Regions from separate parts of the Mus musculus genome. Here region 2 is linked to region 1. Evidence: chromatin contacts called from public Hi-C data. All regions are on one chromosome and are shown on one strand. The core of a region is the stretch at or near the end of the contact, and the rest is flanking DNA. Distances in the headings are between cores, read along the strand shown. Region 1 has its middle 35 kb from the start of Vmn2r95. Region 2 has its middle 140 kb from the start of Vmn2r96.

What was found. Hi-C and Micro-C count contacts between places; a contact is called where the count stands out from the background.
Region 2: a Hi-C map of the G1E-ER4 cell line shows a contact between it and region 1, with 4 times the contacts expected there. The contact joins two enhancer-like sites. A contact is called at or near these places in 5 of 484 Hi-C or Micro-C datasets (CD4 T cells, the G1E-ER4 cell line and Th2 cells) and 1 of 115 datasets of contacts at active chromatin or transcription factors (thymocytes).

The regions. Positions count from the first base shown.
Region 1 is chr17:18,456,600-18,460,904 of GRCm38.p6, reverse strand. No RefSeq gene overlaps it. Among named protein-coding and RNA genes, the nearest start is that of Vmn2r95, 35 kb to the right of the region's middle. Within about 2 kb of position 2,179, at least 17 of the 459 cell types and tissues checked have an H3K27ac peak or open chromatin away from gene starts, as enhancers often do. A contact at or near this core is called in the G1E-ER4 cell line and Th2 cells, where this site is marked.
Region 2 is chr17:18,717,101-18,721,081 of GRCm38.p6, reverse strand. No RefSeq gene overlaps it. Among named protein-coding and RNA genes, the nearest start is that of Vmn2r96, 140 kb to the right of the region's middle. Within about 2 kb of position 2,726, at least 12 of the 459 cell types and tissues checked have an H3K27ac peak or open chromatin away from gene starts, as enhancers often do. A contact at or near this core is called in the G1E-ER4 cell line and Th2 cells, where this site is marked.

The DNA of each region.
Region 1 (4,305 bases), core at 930-3,429:
AACAAGGTAGTACGCAACAGGCAGAAATGAAACTTTATTGAGGGATATGTAGAAGCTTCTACTAAGAATTCAGTTAGACACTCTGACTGCAGTACAAAGCAAACTCAAATTGCCTGCAACAAGGCCTGGATAGGACTTGTGTTGTACAGAAATGTACTACAAAGAAAGATATACTTAAGATTGGGTATTGACCAAGACAGAGATAATAAGTATTATAGTACTTAGAAGCATGAGGCTATCTAACTGTAACAAATATTTCATATACGCTAGTTGGGTACTTGCCTTGATATATGCTATATATTTTGCACTTCAGACTTTTTACCAACATGTTGCTGTTTTGAATATTTAAAAACTTTGAGATCTTTAAATATTGAGGGGACAACAATCAATAGTCAGAAAGCATTGACAATTTTTTTATATTTTGCTTACAGACAATTTACCTGCTTCTCATTCTCTATGAGGTAAGGAGGTGAAAACACTCTTTTTAGTCTGATCCTTCCATTACTCTTTCTCTGCCTTGATAGACTGAAATCGATCTAAAACAACTAAATGAAATACTATTGTCCTCTTAAGTGCTTTATATGAGTTCATTTCTCATGACTGAGAGAGACATAAATAATCTAAATATAGAATATTTATTAAAGTATGGGACAACTCATATAACGGTGAACTGATATATTGATCAGAGTTTTGTATTCAAAAAAAATATTGACAATAGTATCCATTTTTATTCTTTCCTAGTAAGTGTGGGTCTAAACTTAAACAATATTGTTGTGGAATAATTAGTTCATGTGTCCCCAGTATCTCTGATATATACATATAAATATATGTGTGTGTGTGTGTGTGTGTGTGTGTGTGTGTGTGTGTGTGTGTGTACCTATATACATACATACTTTTTTGTTTTTCGAGACAGAGTTTCTCTGTATAGCCCTGGCTGTCCTGGAACTCACTTTGTAGACCAGGCTGGCCTCGAACTCAGAAATCCGCCTGCCTCTGCCTCCAGAGTGCTGGGATTAAAAGCGTGTGCCACCATGCCCAGATTCATATATTTTAGATATGCAAAATACAGAGGAAGAGATAGATGATGAATGGATGATAGATAGAAAAAAAGTCAGAAAGAGACAGATCAAAGACAGAGAGTCGGAGATAAGTAGAGAGAGAGGAAGAGACATGTAATTTGATATATTAGATATTTAGGGAGATGGAGGCAGCACACAGATAGATACATAGAGGGCTGATAAATGACATATATGTATATGCATACACACATGCATACATTCATAATTACATACAGACATATAGATATACAAATATGTATACCTTCACTTATGCATATTTACATACAGAGAAAGCAGAGAGACTGATAACAGAGAAAGAGAAACAGACAATGAAGAAAATAAGATCCTTTTTAAGTTTATTATTGTTATTATTTCCCCCTCAACAATCCTTCCCCCTATGCTCCCTACCATTCTTCTCTAAATGGTGGAGGCCTTCCTGGGTATGCAACCACCCTGGTGTATAAAGTCTCTGTGAGGCTGAATATGCCTTCTGCCACACACAAGGCATTCCAGCATTTAGAACATATTCCACTGACAAGCAATAGATCTAGGGATAACCCCCCCTTCATTTGTTTGAGGGACACATGGAGACAAAGCTTTTCATCTGTTACACATGTACAGGGAGGCCAACTTCCAGTCCATTAATATTCCTTAGTTTTTGATTCAGTCTTTGAGATCTGTAAAGGTAGAGATTAGTTAACTCTGTTTGTCTTCCTGATGATATCCTTTCCCATTAGATTCTGAAAACCTTCCTCCTCCTCTTCCATAGCACCAAATATGGTTTGGATGTGGATGTCTACATCTGTCTGAGTCAGTTGCTGTTTTGACACTTTAAAGGGACAGTTATGCTAGACTCCTGTCAGTAAATATATAATTAATTGTGTGAGAGTTAGGCAGGGGATGGGTCTCAAGTTGAGCTGGTTATTGTTTGGCAATCCCAAGATTAAAAATTTGTCAAATTTTCTTTTTAACTCTAACTCCTCTTTCCCTTAGAGAGGCTTTGAGATCCTTAATGAAGCTTGCCTCTTTAGAAAGTTTTCAGCCCATTTTAGAGGATGGAGAAATGTAAACTCATTCCCTCATGAGTGCTGAGAGCGCTCCTCAAAGCGACTTCATAGCTTGTCATGGTGACCTCAGGAAAATGGGTTCCATCCAGTGTGGGTCCGTACTTTGGACCCCACTTTTGCGCGCCACTTGTCCTGACCCGCAGGGAGGGGAGGGGAGGGGGTCCGAGGGGTCCGAGGGGTACCATGCCTGAAATAGAAATGGGCAAGAAAGAAGGGGCAAGACCAAGTAATGATTGTCAAGTTCTGTTTATTGTGAGCAAGGTTAAAGAATATAAGTGGTAAGAAGCAGGAAGTAAAGAGGGAAAAACTTGCCCATGCCTCAGCCCAGGGCAGGGGTGCTTCTGCATAAGATGCTATCTACTCTTAGCTCAGGGAACATTCTGTGGTTTTTCTCAGGAAGTTTGCAGGTACTATTATCTGATCTTGATGTTCTGTCAGCTGTTATTTCAAAAGGTTAGAAGTTTCTCAAGAAGGGAGGGGAGCTTTTGATTATGGCTCAGTGTTGGTCTCCAACAACTGAGAGGTATGGAGCTGTGTAATTAGAACAAATATATTTGGTGTGCTAGTTGGGTACTTGCCTTGATATATGCTATTTATTTTGAACTTCAGATTTTTTCCCTACATGTTGCCGTTTTGAATATTTTAGAAAAATTGAGATCTTTGAATATTGAAGGGACAGCAACAAATAGTCAGGAAGCATTGACTTTTTTTTTATATTTTGCTTATAGCCAATTTAGCTATAAATTGTATAAATTTAGCTATAAATTGATATTATATATCCTCATTCTCAGTAACATGAGGAGTTAGGAGCTAAAGGGATCTTCAACCCTGTTGGTGGAACAACATTATGAACTAACCAGTACCCCGGAGCTCTTGACTCTAGCTGCGTATGTATCAAAAGATGGCCTAGTCGGCCATCACTGGAAAGAGAGGCCCATTGGACTTGCAAACTTTATATGCCCCAGTACAGGGGAACGCCAGGGCCAAAAAGTGGGAATGGGTGGGTAGGGAAGTGGGGGGGAGGGTATGGGGGACTTTTGGGATAGCATTCTAAATGTAATTGAGGAAAATACATAATAATAAAAAATATTTTAAAAAAGAGAAAAAAAAACAACAAAAAATAACCCTCTTTTTAGTTGGATCCTTCCATTACTCTTTCTCTGCCTTGATAGAATGACTATCTAAAACAACTCTATATCATGTGTCCCCAGTATCTGTGATATATACATATAGCTTGGATAGGAAAAAATACAGAGGAAGAGATAGATGATGAATGGGTGATAGACAGAAAAAAAAATCAGAAAGAGACAGATCAAAGACAGAGAGTCAAAAATAAGTAGAGAGATAGAAAGAGACATGTAATATGATATATTAGATACTTAGGGAGAGAGAGGCAGCACAGAGATAGATATGTACAAGGCTGATAAATTACATATACATACATGCATACACACATGCATACATACATACTTACATACAGACATCTAGACATACAAATATGCATACATTCACATATGCATAGACATTCACATCTGCAGAGAAACCTGAAAGACCTATAATAACAGTAAGAGAAACAGACAATGAGGAAAATAAGATCCTTTTTTAAGTTTATTATTGTTATTATTTCCCCCTCAACAATCCTTCCCCCTATCCTCCCTACCATTCTTCTCTAAATGGTGGAGGCCTTCCTGGGTATGCACCCACCCTGGCATATAGAATCTCTGTGAGGCTGGGTACACCCTCTGCCACTGAGACTACACAAGGCATTCCAGCATTTAGAACATATTCCAATGACTGGCAATAGCTTTAGGGAGAGCCCCCATTTCACTTGTTGGGGGACACATAGAGACAAAGCATTTCATTTGTTACACATGTACAGGGAGGCCTACTTCCAGCCCATGAATATTCTTTATTTTGTGATTCAGTCTTTGAGATGTGCAAGGGTAGAGATTAGTTAACTCTGTTTGTCTTCCTGTTGATATCCTTTCCAATTAGATACCCCAGACCTTTCTCCTGTTCTTCCATAGCTCCATATATCTTTTGACTGTAGATGTCTGCCTCTGTCTGTGTCAGTTGCTGTTTTGAGCCTCTCAAAGGACAGTTATGCTAGACTTCTCTCAATAAATATATAATTAATTGTGTGAGAGTTAGGTACTTTCTTAGGGGATGCATGGGGAATT
Region 2 (3,981 bases), core at 1,477-3,976, 260 kb before region 1:
CCCTGTCTTGAAAAAGCAAGCAAGCAAACAAACAAACAAACAAAAAACCTAAGGGCATATCAGGAAACAAATAGGTAACAGTTTGGCTATTAATAACATTTTCACCTAAGGAAAAAGCCTGAGCAACTTTGGGAGTAAGGGTGGCAAAGGTTGGCCCATGGCCTTTGTCTTGGAATGACACTGAATCACCCAATGGTTGCCTCTTTTGCACCTGGGGCACACAGTGTTAGGCATTGGGGTTCTTGCCCCCGTGGGCCGAGGAATAGCAGTCAATATGCCCTATGTCAAGGGGCATTGTTTGGCAAAATGTCCAGGCTGTCCACATTTAAAACAACATTTGGAAGGGCCAACAGCTTGCAAGGCAGCCCCCACAGCCAAATTCTTACTCTGAGAAAGGCTCTGTAAGATCCTGTTAGTGAAAGTATCTACATCACCAAAAAGTATCCTGAAGTCATCAAGACTCTTATTTTTAGTCTGGCCTCTAAGAACAGCCTTACAGGCAGAATTGGTATTCTCATTGGCCAACTGTTTTATAAACTTGTTTTTATTTTCCTCAGGGCCCAGGACCTTTTCAGCATTTTCTAAGAGTCTCCCCACAAACTCATTGTAAGGCTCCTGAGCTCTCTGAATAATGTTGGTCAATGGGGTAGTCATAGAGCCCTTTGAAGGGACAGCCCACCATGCCCCAAGGGCAGCCTCATTAACCTGTGACAGGAGTCAGGTGGGGAATTTAAGTTGGTGCTTCTCAGACACATATTTCCCCTATCCTTTGAGTTTATCAAGAGTCCACTCAGCCACGGATGCTTTGGGATCTCTCTGGTTCTGCCTTGTGAGAGATTGGCACCTATCTAGAAAATCAGATTTCATAGACAAAAACTGTACAGGAGATAAAACTACCTGGGTAGTTCTAAACCACTCAGTGGGAGTGATGTTTCCCCCTCCAGAGAGGGCTTCAAGCATGGAAACAGTAAAGGATGCCTTAGGACCTTAAGTTTTGACTGCAGTATTGAGATTCTTATGAGGCTTAAACTTTAATCTTTTATACTCTGTCATCTCTCTCAGCAGGGCCTTGGGATCTGTGGCAGCAGTCACATTTTCAGTTTCACTATCACTTGCTTTTTCATCCTCTTTGCCATTTTCTGTATCAGCAGTGTGGTCCTCTTCTGAGGAGGAAGCCTTGCTGTCACTCTGGCATGTTGACACAGGGAAAGCCAAGGATTTTCTCAAACTGACTCTCTGGGAGGTTTTATTAGAATGAGATTTTTTGGAGGCTTTGTTAGGGTGAGAATGAGGCGAGCTGGCCATCCCTCGAGCCTGATGGCCGCCAGAGATAGCAGGGAAATGGACCGGAGCCATCAACGGATCAGCGAAAACTGTCTGTCTCACAGACTCCTGAAGAGATGAGACCTCTGTAGAGAGATCAGCAAACTGTTTTTGTAAATTTAGGCCCTCTTTAAGTTCTGAAATTTGTTTAGATAGCTGATTCTTTGCCTGTGAAAGATATTAACCTTGTGGAGACTGCAGAAAGACCACGGGTGCACAAAGTTCAGGAGAGGAGGGATAAGGAGGGGGCCTAGAAAGTGCCACTGTGTTCGCAATGGGTGGCCAATCAGGGTTGCAATATCAGGCAGCCTCGTCCCCGAAATGACTCTCCTCAGAGGAACTTATCTTATTGTTGTGAGGTTTCTTAAAAATGGAGTTCTTTTAATTTTGGCTCACTGGATGCAGCTGCAGTGGTGGGCAGTTGAGGATAGAGGTGTTGGACAGGCTTTTTGGGGTGAGCAGCCGGGTCCTCTGGGGAAGACATATCAACAATAACGGAGGGGAATAGTGAGGGAGGTTGTGGCAACTGCAGGTCTGCAATCTTTACAGTGGACAAAGAAGCCTAGTGAGAAATTGGTTAAGGAAATCCTCAGCCAATTAAACAATCTTGCCTGCCTCAGTTGAGGATGACTTAATGACATCTCTAATAAGACCCCAATAACTAAAGTTCTGAGTAGGTACTGCATCTGGTCCTTCTTTATTTAAAAGTTCATTAAGATCATGTCCTACCTTTTCCCATTTAAGCAGATGAATCTCTGGTCCATCTATTATAAACCATTTATAGACTTGGGAGACAAAGATAAAATTTTTGTCAAATCATACTTTTTAACTCTATCTCCTCTTTCTCTGAGAGATTCTTTGAGATCCTTAATGAAGTGTGCTGCTTTAGAAAGTTCTTGGCCCATTTTATAGGATAGAGAAATGTAAACTCATCAAGAAAGACTTTCTCTCAGGAGCAGTGAGAGCACTCCTCAAAATGATTTCATAGCTTGTAGAGGTGACCTTCTCAGGAAAATGGGCTCCATCTGGCGAGGTTCTGTACCTCGGGCCCCATTTTTGGGCGCCACTTCTCCCGTTCCGTAGGACTCAGTCATTAGGGGGTCTGAGGGGGACCACGCACGAAAGAGAAATGGGCAAGAAAAAAGGAACAAGACCAAGCAATGATTGTCAAGGTCTGTTTATTGTGAGCAAGGCTACAGAATATAAGTGGTAAGAAGCAGGAAGTAAAGAGAGAGAAACTTGCCATGCCTTAGCCTGGGGGTGGGGGTGGGTCTGCATAAGATGTTATCTACTCTGAGTTTAGGGAACATTCTGTGGTTTTTCTCAGGAAGTTTGCAGGTACTATTATCTAATCTTGATGTTCTGTCAGCTGTTATTTCAAAAGGTCAGAATTTTCTCAAGAAGGGAGGGGAGTTTTGGATTATGGCTCAGTGTAGGTCTCCAACAACTGGAAGCTGTGTAACTAGAACAAATATATCTTGTGTGCTAGTTGGGTACTTCCTTGATATATGCTATTTATTTTGCACTTCAGATTTTTTTTCTATATGTTGCCATTTTGAATATTTTAGAAAAATTGAGATCATTGTGTTGAGGGGACAGCATCAAATAGTCAGAAAGCATTTACATTTTTTTTATATTTTGCTTATAGCCAATTTAGCTGCTCCTCATTCTCTGTGATGTGAGGAGTTGAAAACACTATTTTTAGACACATCCTTTCATTACTCTTTCTCTTCCTTGATAGACTGAAATCTATCTAAAACAACTATATAAAATAATATTGTCCTCTTAAGTGCTTCATATGAGTTCAATTCTCATGATAGAGATAGACATAAATAATCTAAATATACAATATTTATTAAAGTATGGGGCAACTCCTATAACTGTGAACTGATATATTGAACAGAATTTTGTATTTAAAAAATTATTGACTATAATATTATTTTTTTCCTAGTAAATGAGGGTCTAAACTCAAACAATATTTTCGTGAAATAATTATTCATGTGTCCCAGTATCTGTGATATATACACATAGTTTGGATAGGACAAAATACAGAGGAAGAGATAGATGATGAATGGATGATAGACCAAAAAAAAAAAAAAAAAGGCAGAAAGAGACATATCAAAGAAAGAGAATCAGAGATAAGTAGAGAGAGAGAGAGAGAAAGAGACATATAATATGATATATTAGAAACTTAGGGAGAGAGAGGCAGCACAGAGGTAGATATGTACAGAGCTGTTAAATTGCATATACATACACGCATACACACATGCATACATACATACTTACAGACATATAGACATACAAATATGCATACATATGCATATTTATATACATAGAAAGCAGAGAGACCTATAAACAGAGTAAGAAAACGAGACAATGAAGAAAATAAGATCCTTTTTAAGTTTATTATTGTTCTTATTTCCCCCACAACAATCCTTCCCCCTATACTCCCTACCATTCTTCTCTAAATGGTGGAGGCCTTCCTGGGTATGCAACCTCCCTGGCATATAATTCTCTGTGAGGCTGGGTACATCCTCTGCCACTGAGACTACACAAGGCATTCCAGCATTTAGAACATATTCCAATGACAGGCAATAGCTCTAGGGATAGCCCCCACTTCATTTGTTGGGGGACACATGGAGACAAAGCTTTTCATTT